Linked DNA regions of Sus scrofa: region 2 is linked to region 1. The links are chromatin contacts, called in public promoter capture Hi-C maps. All regions are on one chromosome and are shown on one strand. The core of a region is the stretch at or near the end of the contact, and the rest is flanking DNA. Distances in the headings are between cores, read along the strand shown. Region 1 holds the start of MRPS18C (28S ribosomal protein S18c, mitochondrial). Region 2 holds the start of HNRNPDL (heterogeneous nuclear ribonucleoprotein D-like).

Region 1 (5,336 bases), core at 2,427-4,926:
AAACAGAAACAGTAAATGAGGGACAGCGAGGGGGCTCTTATTTGAAGAAAAGAGAGTTGCCTTATACATAGAAGTATATCCAGATTTCAGATTATGAAGTTGCTAAAACAGCAACCCCTACACAAAGCCTGTTATAAAGCTGACTTCTCCATTGTAAATATTAATAAAGGAGCAAAACCAAGTATCATAGTGAAGTAAAACCATATCTCACCTGCACATTCTTATAATCTACATGTTTTTCACACAAGATACATTTTTTCAGAGGCTCCTTATAAGGATTTTCCATTGGAACAGGCTAGGATAAAGAAAAAAAAAAACCTGGTAATACAGTTTGTGTTAATTTTAAATAAAAAAAAAAAAGTCTCAGGTTACTACATTTAAATCTCTCCAAGAGATTAGCTGTATCTTTCTTACTGTGAAAGAGAAATAAATACAACTTGGCTTGTAAAATAAATATCAAGTATTTCTGAAAGATCCTCCATTTTAAAGAGTTTAGTGTACTCATATTTTGTAGAAGCATCTCGTTTTAGTTTGGCTAGGAGGGATTAAGTTAGGAAGGAGAATTCTGGTATAAAATACAATCTTTGGAGAGAAAGGGCTATGGAAGGGGAAAAAATCTGAAATCTTTGATAAGTAACTCTCCTCAAATGCTTTGCCCGGGTGGTAGGTGGCTAAAAATTCTCAACTTAGATTTAAATTAAGAAAAACTTAAGAGCACAACAGTTATATGCAATTCTTAATAATAATCCCTAAATCCATCCCCATATTTCTGTAGATGTCTTGTCACTATTTCTATATTAAAAGACAATATTGGAGTTCCCGTTGTGGCGCAGTGGTTAACGAATCCGACTAGGAACCATGAGGTTGCAGGTTCGGTCCCTGGCCTTGCTCAGTGGGTTAAGGATCCAGCATTGCCGTGAGCTGGATCGTGGCTACCGCTCCGATTAGACCCCTAGCCTGGATATCTCCATATGCCGTGGGAGCAGCCCAAGAAATGGCAAAAAGACCAAAAAAAAAAAAAAAAAGACAATGTCCCCATGGCTTACTATATAATACTCTAAAGTTCTCTGACTACAATTTTATGGTCCCAGACTGTTTTAAAAGTTTGTGTCAACTTTTTTGCTTTTTTCTGTGTTTACTACTGTCTCTTATGCTTCTGTCACAAGGCCTCCCTCCTATAATCAGTATAGATATCTCCAGCCTGGAGATTTTTAATCTAGAAATGGTTTTGAGGTTCCTGAAGCCCAGTAGTTGTATGCAAAATTTCAAATAAATAGGACTCTGTGCCTTTTTCTGAGGGCACATAGCCTCATTAGAGTCTTGGTGGGGTTTATGACCTAAAAAGAAGCTCTGGCAATTTCCTTTACTCTCTTGACTATGGTAGGAATTGATGACCAAGATGGACACTCAAAGGGACTAGATGAGTTCTTTCGTTTTTGTAGAAGGGTTCATTTGCTTTTTCCAACTCCTCAAATTTTCTTTTTTTTTTTTTTCTTTAGGGCCAGAGCCAGGACATACTGTGGTTCCCCCGCTGGGGGTCTAATTGGAGCTGGAGCTGCCGGCCTACACCACAGCTATAGCAACGCCAGATCTGACCCACTTCTATGAGCTACATCACAGCTCATGCCAATGCCAGATCCTTAACCCAATGAGCAAGGCCAAGGACTGAACCTGCGTCCTCATTGTTACTAGTCAGGTTCATTTCCAATGAGCCACAACGCAGGATCCGAGCCGCGTCTGCAACCCACACCATAGCTCATGGCAACACCAGATCGTCAACCCACTGAGCAAAGGCAGGGATTGAACCCGCAACCTCATGGCTCCTAGTCGGATTCGCTAACCACTGCACCACGACGGGAACTCCCAAAACTACCTTTTTTAATTCCTAAAGCACATATCTAGAAAGAAAAATATGGTGTTAGGGAAGCCATCCTTCTTGCTACGAAGCTAGGAATTCTCTTACTTCAAAGTTCACTTAAGTGACTACTCAATAAATTTTAATTTTCAAACTTGACTAATGATTCTCGATTGTTTTTTTCCTTCAGCTGAACATTATTCAAACAGTTAAGATACAAGAATTTGATCATGTTTGCAAGCACCTTATTAAAAGAAAAAAAAAAAACTTACAAGGTCCTCGTTGCTGGCTACCTGTTTATATTGTGAACAACTTCTCCACAGCACTGCAATTGAACAGAAACAGCAACAAACTATTTTTGATAGCTGAGCAGCTAAATATTTTGTTTCTATGGAGGCAAGATGAATTAAGGCATGACATAAAAGAAAGGTTTTTAATTCATTACACTAACAAGGTTAAATATAAGTTTAAAAAAAAAAGCCTTTAGATTTGAGGCAGAGTGGACTTTGTGTGGTTTCTGGGGCATTGGGGAAAGGGCGTATGTATCCCCACCATACAATCTCTTACCTGTTCTCTTCCTGAAATTTATTTCCTCTCTCTCATGGAGTAGAGACAGATTTTAATGCAAAGGAAAAATGAAAACAGACTCCTTACAGAGAGTAGGTTTTGGCAGAGAAGCACAAAGTAGATTAAAGTGCATAAATGGTAGATTCCAGGGCCCATGTCACAATTTCGCCCTGATTTGGGACCTCGGATATCGAATTTGCTGCGGGGTTACTGTGAAGATGCTTCCTATCAAGTTCTACCCGAAGATCGTAAGCATGTCCCTGCCTCCTTTTGAGAACCCCCCCATCACTGTTGTACTGGACGTCCTCTTCAGTCTTAAAAAACTAGTGACAGGCCATGACAGATTCCCACTTACCTTGGAGAAACCTAAGGCCTAGACACCGGCGTCCATTAGCGAACGGTGTCATCTCCACCGACCCAAGCAGGGCTAAGCCAACGGCTGCAAGTCTACAAAGGAGCCTAGGATGTGGAGACTTTACCTGCATGAGTCCCGGGATCCGTAAGGCAGACAGCAGCATTCACGAAGTCTGTCGACTTTCTCCTCCCCAACCGGCTGCAAAGAGACACCACAGCCGCCATGGCCCCTTGCCCCTCCTCTTCCGTTTTCCAAAGCGCCGGACCAGCCCCTTCCGGTGTGCTTCCCCTGTGGGTCCGAGCACTCGGTTCAAAGGTTCCGCAGGCGAACGCGGAGAACCAAGAGCAGCTGAAGTTTTCGATGCGCCTGCGCAGCATCTTCCCGTTCTCCACTCCCACCCGGACTCCGCGCCGCCCGCTGGGGACGTTAACGATTGGACAAGGAGAGGGCGGGCTCTTATGCTTGTGCCTCCGCTTCCGGTTCCAGAGCCCCGATAATTGGTTGGTGGTCTTTCCCAAAGGTGGATGGAGACGCGAGCCCCGTTTCCACCTGCTGCTACCTTTCCCCTGTTGCTGCACTCACCCTTCTACTGGGGTTTGGCGGCTGGGTCACTGGAGACGACGTTCGGGGAGGGCCCTCAGCCCCTGCCATGGATGATGGCGGTTCCCGTATCCGCCGGCGGGTGTCTGTCCGCAAAAGGAACCGATTTAGCACAGAGAGCGTTTTGGCCGCCCCCACCGCAGCCGAGCTTAAGCCCGGTGATGAGAAGGAAGAGGAGGAAATGGTGGCTGGGAGCCGGCGGCGGAAAACCGTGGACGTGCAGCCAGTCGAGGTACAGCCCCATCACCCCTCAAATTCCTCTGAGTTTCTTGTTCCATTTCCCACCCTTGGGATGAGGAGACACCAGGTCTCCCAGTGCGCATGCTCAATGGAAGAGTAGGCGACCAGCTGCAGGGGGCGTGGATCTTGAAACAAAAATTGGCAGATCCATTCCCAGGTGCAAACGCCAGCTGCCCAATTATCTGCCAGCGTTCAGGTGCTCACCTCGTTTTTGTTATCGATGTTAATCTCACTTGTGAGGTATTGCACTGTTGGCCCGTTTTTTATATATACATGTAAATAAAACATAGACCTCAAGACATACAAGTTGTACGCACAGCAAGTGTGGCATGCTGAAATGCATGTGGCATGACTGAAATGCAAACCTAGCCTTTCAAGTTTATGCCACTTAACCTTTCTCCGCCCCCGTTTCTTCATTTGTAAAATGGGAATGATAGTTTCTATTTAAGAGGATGATTTACATTTTGGTCTGTGATACATATATAACCATGTAACGATGTATCTGAGAGAGCCCTTGGCTGAAATTTTTATTCTTTTTTTTTTTTTAATGGTTGCACGCACGGCATATGGAAGTTCCTGGGCCAGGGACTGAATCAAAGCCGCAGTTGTGACAATGTCAGATCCTTTAACCCAGTGGTCCTGGCTGGGGATGGAACCCATGCCTCCGCAGCACCCAGAGTGCTGCAGTCGGATTGGTAACCCATCTGCGCCATATCAGGAACTCCCGAAACCTTTTTTTTTTTTTTTTTTCTTTGTCTTTTTACTATTTCTCTGGCCGCTCCCACGGCATATGGAGGTTCAAATCAGAGCTAGAGGTCAAATCGGAGCTGTAGCCACAGGCTTATGCCAGAGCCACAGCAACGCGGGATCCGAGCCGAGTCTGCTTACCTACACCACAGCTCACGGCAATGCTGGATCCTTAACCCACTGAGCAAGGCCAGGGATCAAAACCGCAACCTCATGGTTCCTAATCGGATTCGTTAACCACTGAGCCACGATGGGAACTCCTCCGGAAACCTATTCATGAAGCTAGAATTGACCACAGATCTTTTGTTTTCTTTCCAGAATATTGACAGTGAAGAGGACATGTTTGGTGACTATGATAGTTTTGCTGAAAACTCTTTTTTAGCTCAAGTTGATGACCTGGAACAAAAATATATGCAAATTCCAGAACAAGAGGAGCATGCTACAGATCATGCCCCTGAAGATCTTTGTTCAGAAAGCATTAAACACAGCATCCTCAGCAGTAACACTGTAGGCGACTTCACTGGAGTAAAAACAGAGGAGCACACAAAGAACCAGAGTGGGCATGAAGATGTCGCTACTGAACCTGAAGCTGATCTTTTGTATGATGTACCTTCTTCACAGATGTTATTCTTTGAACATTTGCACAGCTCTTCAAATAACTTGGGCGATCCATCTCTTAAAGAGAGGGATAGGGGTTCATCCTCTCACAAGACTGTGAATGAGGAATTGCCCGTTAGTAGCATAGAGGAACCGCAGCAAATTGATGACTCCTCTTCTAAAGTCAGAACTAGTTCAGATGGGAACAGGAGACAAAGTCTTAAAGATCATTTAAAAAGCGCCATGGCTGGAAATGCCAGGGCCCACACATCGGTATTTTCCAGGACTAAACAGCTCAAAGAGACTCTTCTATCTGAAGAAATTAATGTTGCCAAGAAAACAATTGCGTCATCCTCGGATGACCTTGGTCCTTTT
Region 2 (5,232 bases), core at 2,635-5,134, 780 kb after region 1:
AAAAATACGTACACAGGAGTTCCCGTCATGGCTCAGTGGTTAATGAATCTCACTAGCCTCCATGAGGATGCAGGTTTGACCCCTGGCCTCGCTCAGTGGGTTAAGGATCCGGCATTGTCGTGAGCTGGGGGGTAGGTTCAGAGGCAGCTACAGCTGTGGCTGTGGCTGTGGCTGTGGTGTAGGCAGGCAGCTACAGCTCCGATTTGACCCCTTGCCTGGGAACCTCCATATGCTGCAGGTGCTGTCCCAAAAAGCAAAAGAAAAAAAAAGTACACATACATTCTGTCGGTAGTGACTGCTCCAATTCTGCTGATGGCACTCATGAACAAAAAATGTTGGGGAGTTCCCTGGTGGTTTAGCGGTTAGGACTCGGTGTTTTTCACTGCTGTGGCCCGGGTTCCATCCCTGGCTGGAAAGTGAGATCCCACAAAAAGCTGCTGCTCACCGCAGTCCAAAAAAAAAGCTGGGAGATCACCAGTGTAGACAATCAAAGTCAGCACCTGAAAAGAAACGAAACTCCAAACCACGTGTCTGGGAGGGAGGGACAGAGCTGGTGGCTTTAAGGATCAGACATATGGGAAACCATCTAAGGAAAGCCGGATTCCACTGCTGCTCTGCCCCCAACAAACTATGCTGCTCTTCACAAAGACATTCCTCCAGGAACCAACGGATCCGCAGGAGAAGTTAATTCACTAGTTGCAACATTTACTAGATGACCCAAGCTAGGAACCCTTCTTGCTCCAGAAATCTGACCATTACCATGCTGACAAAGAACAAAAGACGTAATAGCAGGTTTAAGTAAAACCACTGTTTATTGTTGCCTAGAGCCTAAAGGCTTAAAGGTACGCCCCCAGAGAGCACAAGCCGTGCACAAAACACCACTGCCCAGGGTGGTTAGTCTATGGCATCCCATAAAACATCCAGGACTGCGAAGCGTCGCCTTGTACGGTTAGAACTGCGTCACATACACACCCAACTGTAAGTGCTCAGCAGAGAGAGAGAAAGGGGAAGGAATAATCACAACCAGTGCCGGCCCTCCGTCTGCCACGCACGTGTTCTGTTTCCGGGGACAGTCTCACTTCCCCAGTGCCTCTTACGGTATGAATGGCTCCATGCACTTCTCATCTCCATCACCCAACCCTAAACCAACTACTTCCTCTGATGCTCAAGGGAAGAAGCACAGATCCATTTCAACCCTGAAGGAAAAATGGTTGCACGTAACTTACTGAAAGATGGACGCAGTCTCCAAAGAGGAGCCCAAGGGTATTTCAAGGGCAGTTTCTGACTATACCGTTTTCATTGTGTACACTGACTGTAACGCCAAACCCCAAATAAAGTAAGACTCAACTAGAGTGTTTCTGTTCCCAGGGTTCATTCCTAAACCTAGTAAACATGGTGTAAATTGAAATTTGCTACCGTGTGCTTTTACGGTACCTCTCACGGATTAAAGTGCTCTCGTACGAGCTGCGTCACCCAACAGCCACAAAGCAAGGCAAAGAAGATGGAACAAGCACTGTGGGTCCCATTTCAGAGGTCAAGTGTGATAATGCAAAGAGGAAGAGTTGTTGAGTCAGACAAGTGGGTTTCAAATCTAAGGCATGTCATTTTCAGAGCCTTAGTTTCCTATTAGGAAAATGCAGTGCACACACCTCACAAAGTTTCTGAGGCGGAGTCAAGTGTACAAGTCCCATGTACACCATACTCAATGTCCCCTTTAATCCTTTCACAGGAAGTAGGGCCACCACAGGTTCACACACCTAAGGTGACGAATAAAGCCCAAAGTAGAACTAGCATCTCCCAATTCCCAGAGCCAGGCTCAGAGGTTCAAGAAGACTATAACATCTCTTTAAAAGGTATTCAAGGGAGTTCCTGGTGGCTCAGGTTAAGGATCCAGCATTTTCACTGCTGTGACTTGGGTCACCGCCATGGCATGGATTGGATCCCTGGCCCCAGAACTTCCACACGCTGTGGGCACGGCCGGAAAAAAACAAAAAGTAAAAGAGATTCAAGGAGTTACCCTTGTGGCGCAGCAGGGTAAGAACCTGATGTTGTCTCCGTGAGAATGGGGATTCAATCTCTGGCCTCCCTCCCTGCAATGCCTTGAGCTGTGGTGCAAGTCGCAGAGGCAGCTCAGATCTGGCGCTGCTGTGGCTGTGGCCCAGGCCTGTAGCTGCAGCTCCGACTCAACCCCTAGCCTGGGAACTTCCATATGCCCCAGGTGTGGCCAAAAATAAAAGAAATAAAGAAATAAATAAAATTTTAAAAAATAAAAATAAATTAAAAAAATGTACAACTACTCTTTTGGAAGATGGGTTTTTCCTACTTTGCAAAAGGTATCTCATTATTATTGCACACAAGCACGGCTGCTACATACTTTTATCTTAAACCTCTAGAAGTCAAAGGGAAGACCAGGCCCAAGGAATTATTTGAAAAGTCATATTAATATTTGATATTAATTTATCCTTCCAAATACAACATATTTAAAAAGGAACGTGCTTTAAAGCAAAGTTAGGGAGTTCCCGTGGTGGCACAGTGGTTAACGAATCCGACTAGGAACCATGAGGTTGCGGGTTCGCTCCCTGCCTTTGCTCAGCGGGTTAAGGATCCGGCGTTGCCATGAGCTGTGGTGTAGGTTGCAGAGGCGGCTCGGATCCCGCGTTGCTGTGGCTGTGGTGTAGGCCGGCGGCTACAGCTCCAATTCGACCCCTAGGCCTGGGAACCTCCATATGCCGCAGGAGCGGCCCTAGAAATGGCAAAAAGACAAAAAAAAAAAAAAGCAAAGTTACAGGTTTATGAACTGGGTGTAGACAAGGGTTGGTTACCACTGACATTCTAGGAGGAAGGTATTGGCTAAGAACTTTAGGCTTCCATTTTTGAAGAAAATGAACGGAATCTAGACATGTTTGCTAGCCTAATCCAGCAACGCACAGTGTGCAGTTCGGCCACTAAAAGCAGGAGTGGGAAACGGCAAAGATCAACCATTACTGCTTTAAGATACCTGGGCTACCCGAAAAGTCACACTTCAGTCTAGAAGCGTGGGACTAGAAGCCTCAAGGACAGCTAGACAGCGGCCACCACCTCGCCAGGTTCAACCCGGCACAAGGCGGGCGCACACCTGTCGGGCGACTGGGCGCACACCTGTGGGGGGGCCACACTGCCCTCCTCCGTCCCCTCTTCACCACCATCTCCATCTCTTCCCCAACCACCTGCCTCTAGCGGAAGGCGAGGACCCGGGAAGGTTAAGACAAGGCGGTGAGGCACAGCATCCCTGCAACCCGCCGCAGACTACGTCCTCCCACCCCAGAGCGGGTGCAAAGCCACACCGTCTCTCCCACGCCTCCGGTCTCCAGGGCGAGGTCTGCAACACTTTAAAATACTTCATTGTTTGAAAGCACAAGTAACTTCCCCGCTCCCTTCCGCCCCTCACCTTCACGAAAGCAATCGGGGTTGTGGTACCTTCGATATCTAACAGGATCACAGTGACTTCGGCGGGCACCGAAAGCACGACCATTTCCCTACCGGATGATACCACGGGAATCGGCCTACTGGTGGGGAGGGCGGCGGGCGGCGCCGGCGGCGGCGGCGGCAGCAGCGGGCGAAGCTTCCGACAGTCCCGCAAGGACCCCAGAGCGGGCAACCGCGCCCTGCCGACGCACGAGGCGGAGAGGACCCCTCCGCGGCCAAGGAAGCAGAGAAACCCGCAGGACGGGCGCCCAGAACTCGGGAGCGATCCGGGGCCGGAGGCCGAGACCACGTGGGTAGGGAAAGGGGCGGTCCTCCGGGGCCCCGAGGGGGCGGGGAGAGGCCCTGGCGCCGATGCCGATTGGCCGCTAGAGGGCCTCGCACCCGATCCGTCAAGATGGGCCTCGCGTGGGCGGGAACAAAGAGGCGAACGCGGGAGCCGGGTGCGCGGGCGCGCGCCCTCCGCAGACTGGTAGAGCGAGCGGGAGAGGCCCGGGGCACGTGCAGACGGGAGCCCCGCGAGTGGCGCGCCGGGGATGTGAGTGCCCCTTGCCCTCTACGGCACCTACCCTCCCTCCCCGCCCACTGCCTCCGCGTTTGCGTATTGACAGTAATCCGACCGGGCCCGCGCCCCTCCTCCCATCCTCAGCCAGCAACAGAGGCCGTTTGGGTCCCGGCCAGCCGAGCGGCGTGGGCCTGCGATCGGCCAGGGAGGCCCGCCGCGCCCCCTCGGCCCGCGCGCCCGTGGCGGAGCGGAGAGGCGCCCGTCCTGCGCCGCTGCCCGGAGGGGCCGCCGCGCGCCCGCTCCCTGGTCGGCTGGGTCCAGGCAGCTCGAGGACAACACGCGTGCGCGCGGCGGACGGGCGGGCGCGCTCGCCACCTCGGCTGCGGGCGCCGGGCGCAGTCCGCCTCTTCCCGGAGCAGCGCGCCCACGGGGCTCATTGATAGCAGCGGCAGCCGCAGCAGCAGCTCGGCACTGGGGATCCGAGGGCGGAAAGAGGCGGGGTTGGCGGCTCTTTGCTGGGAGTGGGCTGGACCGGACGCCAGAGACAAAGGCTCTCAAGGCAAGAGGGACTGTGGCCCTGGGACGGCGCTGCTCGGGATTCGTGACCCCAGGACTTCTCGCCCCGTCGTTTTTCTCTTCTGACGCATCCCTCTCCCCAAGCCCGCCTCCCCTCGGCCGCGACCTCACTCCTCCGCGGGAGGGCCGCGATGGAGGTCCCGCCCCGGCTTTCCCAAGTGCCGCCGCCATTGTTCCCCTCCGCTCCCGCTACTTTAGCCTCCCGCAGCCTCTCCCATTGGCGGCCGCGGGCGCCGCGGCAGCTCGCTCCGCTCCTCCCTTCGCTCGCTCCCAGCTCCGCCCGGCAGGGGGCGCGCCGGGCCCAGCGCCACGTCACCGCACAGCAGCCCTCGCGATTGGCCGGCGTGGCGGCTATAAAGGGAGGGCGCAGGCGGCGCCCGGATCTCTTCCGCCGCCATTTTAAATCCAGTTCCATACAACGCTCCGCCGCCGCCGCTGCCGCGACTCGGACTGCGCGCCCGCACCCTCCGGCCGACAACCCCGCCGCCATGGAGGACATGAACGAGTACAGCAACATAGAGGAGTTCGCAGAGGGGTCCAAGATCAACGCGAGCAAAAATCAGCAGGATGACGGGTACCGCACGCGTCTCCCCCCTCCCCCAGCGCCCCGCGCGCGCCCTTCGTCCCGCGGGGGCCGCGCGCTGCTCCCATTCTTGCCCCGAGCCGACGCCCCGCGTGCCCGCTGGGCC

What was found. Promoter capture Hi-C pulls out the DNA fragments that hold promoters and counts their contacts.
Region 2: a contact with region 1 is called in a promoter capture Hi-C map of fetal liver, with 4 times the contacts expected there. The contact joins the promoter of HNRNPDL here to the promoter of MRPS18C in region 1. A contact is called at or near these places in 1 of 5 promoter capture datasets (fetal liver) and 1 of 47 Hi-C or Micro-C datasets (subcutaneous adipose tissue).

Annotation. Positions count from the first base shown.
Region 1 is chr8:135,023,043-135,028,378 of Sscrofa11.1, forward strand. It overlaps MRPS18C (28S ribosomal protein S18c, mitochondrial), which reads right to left and starts at 3,677. Exons shown (of 7, transcript XM_003129356.5): 1 at 3,360-3,677; 2 at 2,902-3,065; 3 at 2,128-2,180; 4 at 212-295. The coding sequence starts at 3,001. HELQ (helicase POLQ-like) reads left to right here and starts at 3,076. Exons shown (of 17, transcript XM_013989417.2): 1 at 3,076-3,609; 2 at 4,683-5,336. The coding sequence starts at 3,427.
Region 2 is chr8:135,798,646-135,803,877 of Sscrofa11.1, forward strand. HNRNPDL (heterogeneous nuclear ribonucleoprotein D-like) reads left to right here and starts at 3,885. Exons shown (of 9, transcript XR_002346906.1): 1 at 3,885-5,117. It overlaps ENOPH1 (enolase-phosphatase 1), which reads right to left and starts at 3,688. Exons shown (of 6, transcript NM_001243830.1): 1 at 3,428-3,688. The coding sequence starts at 3,511.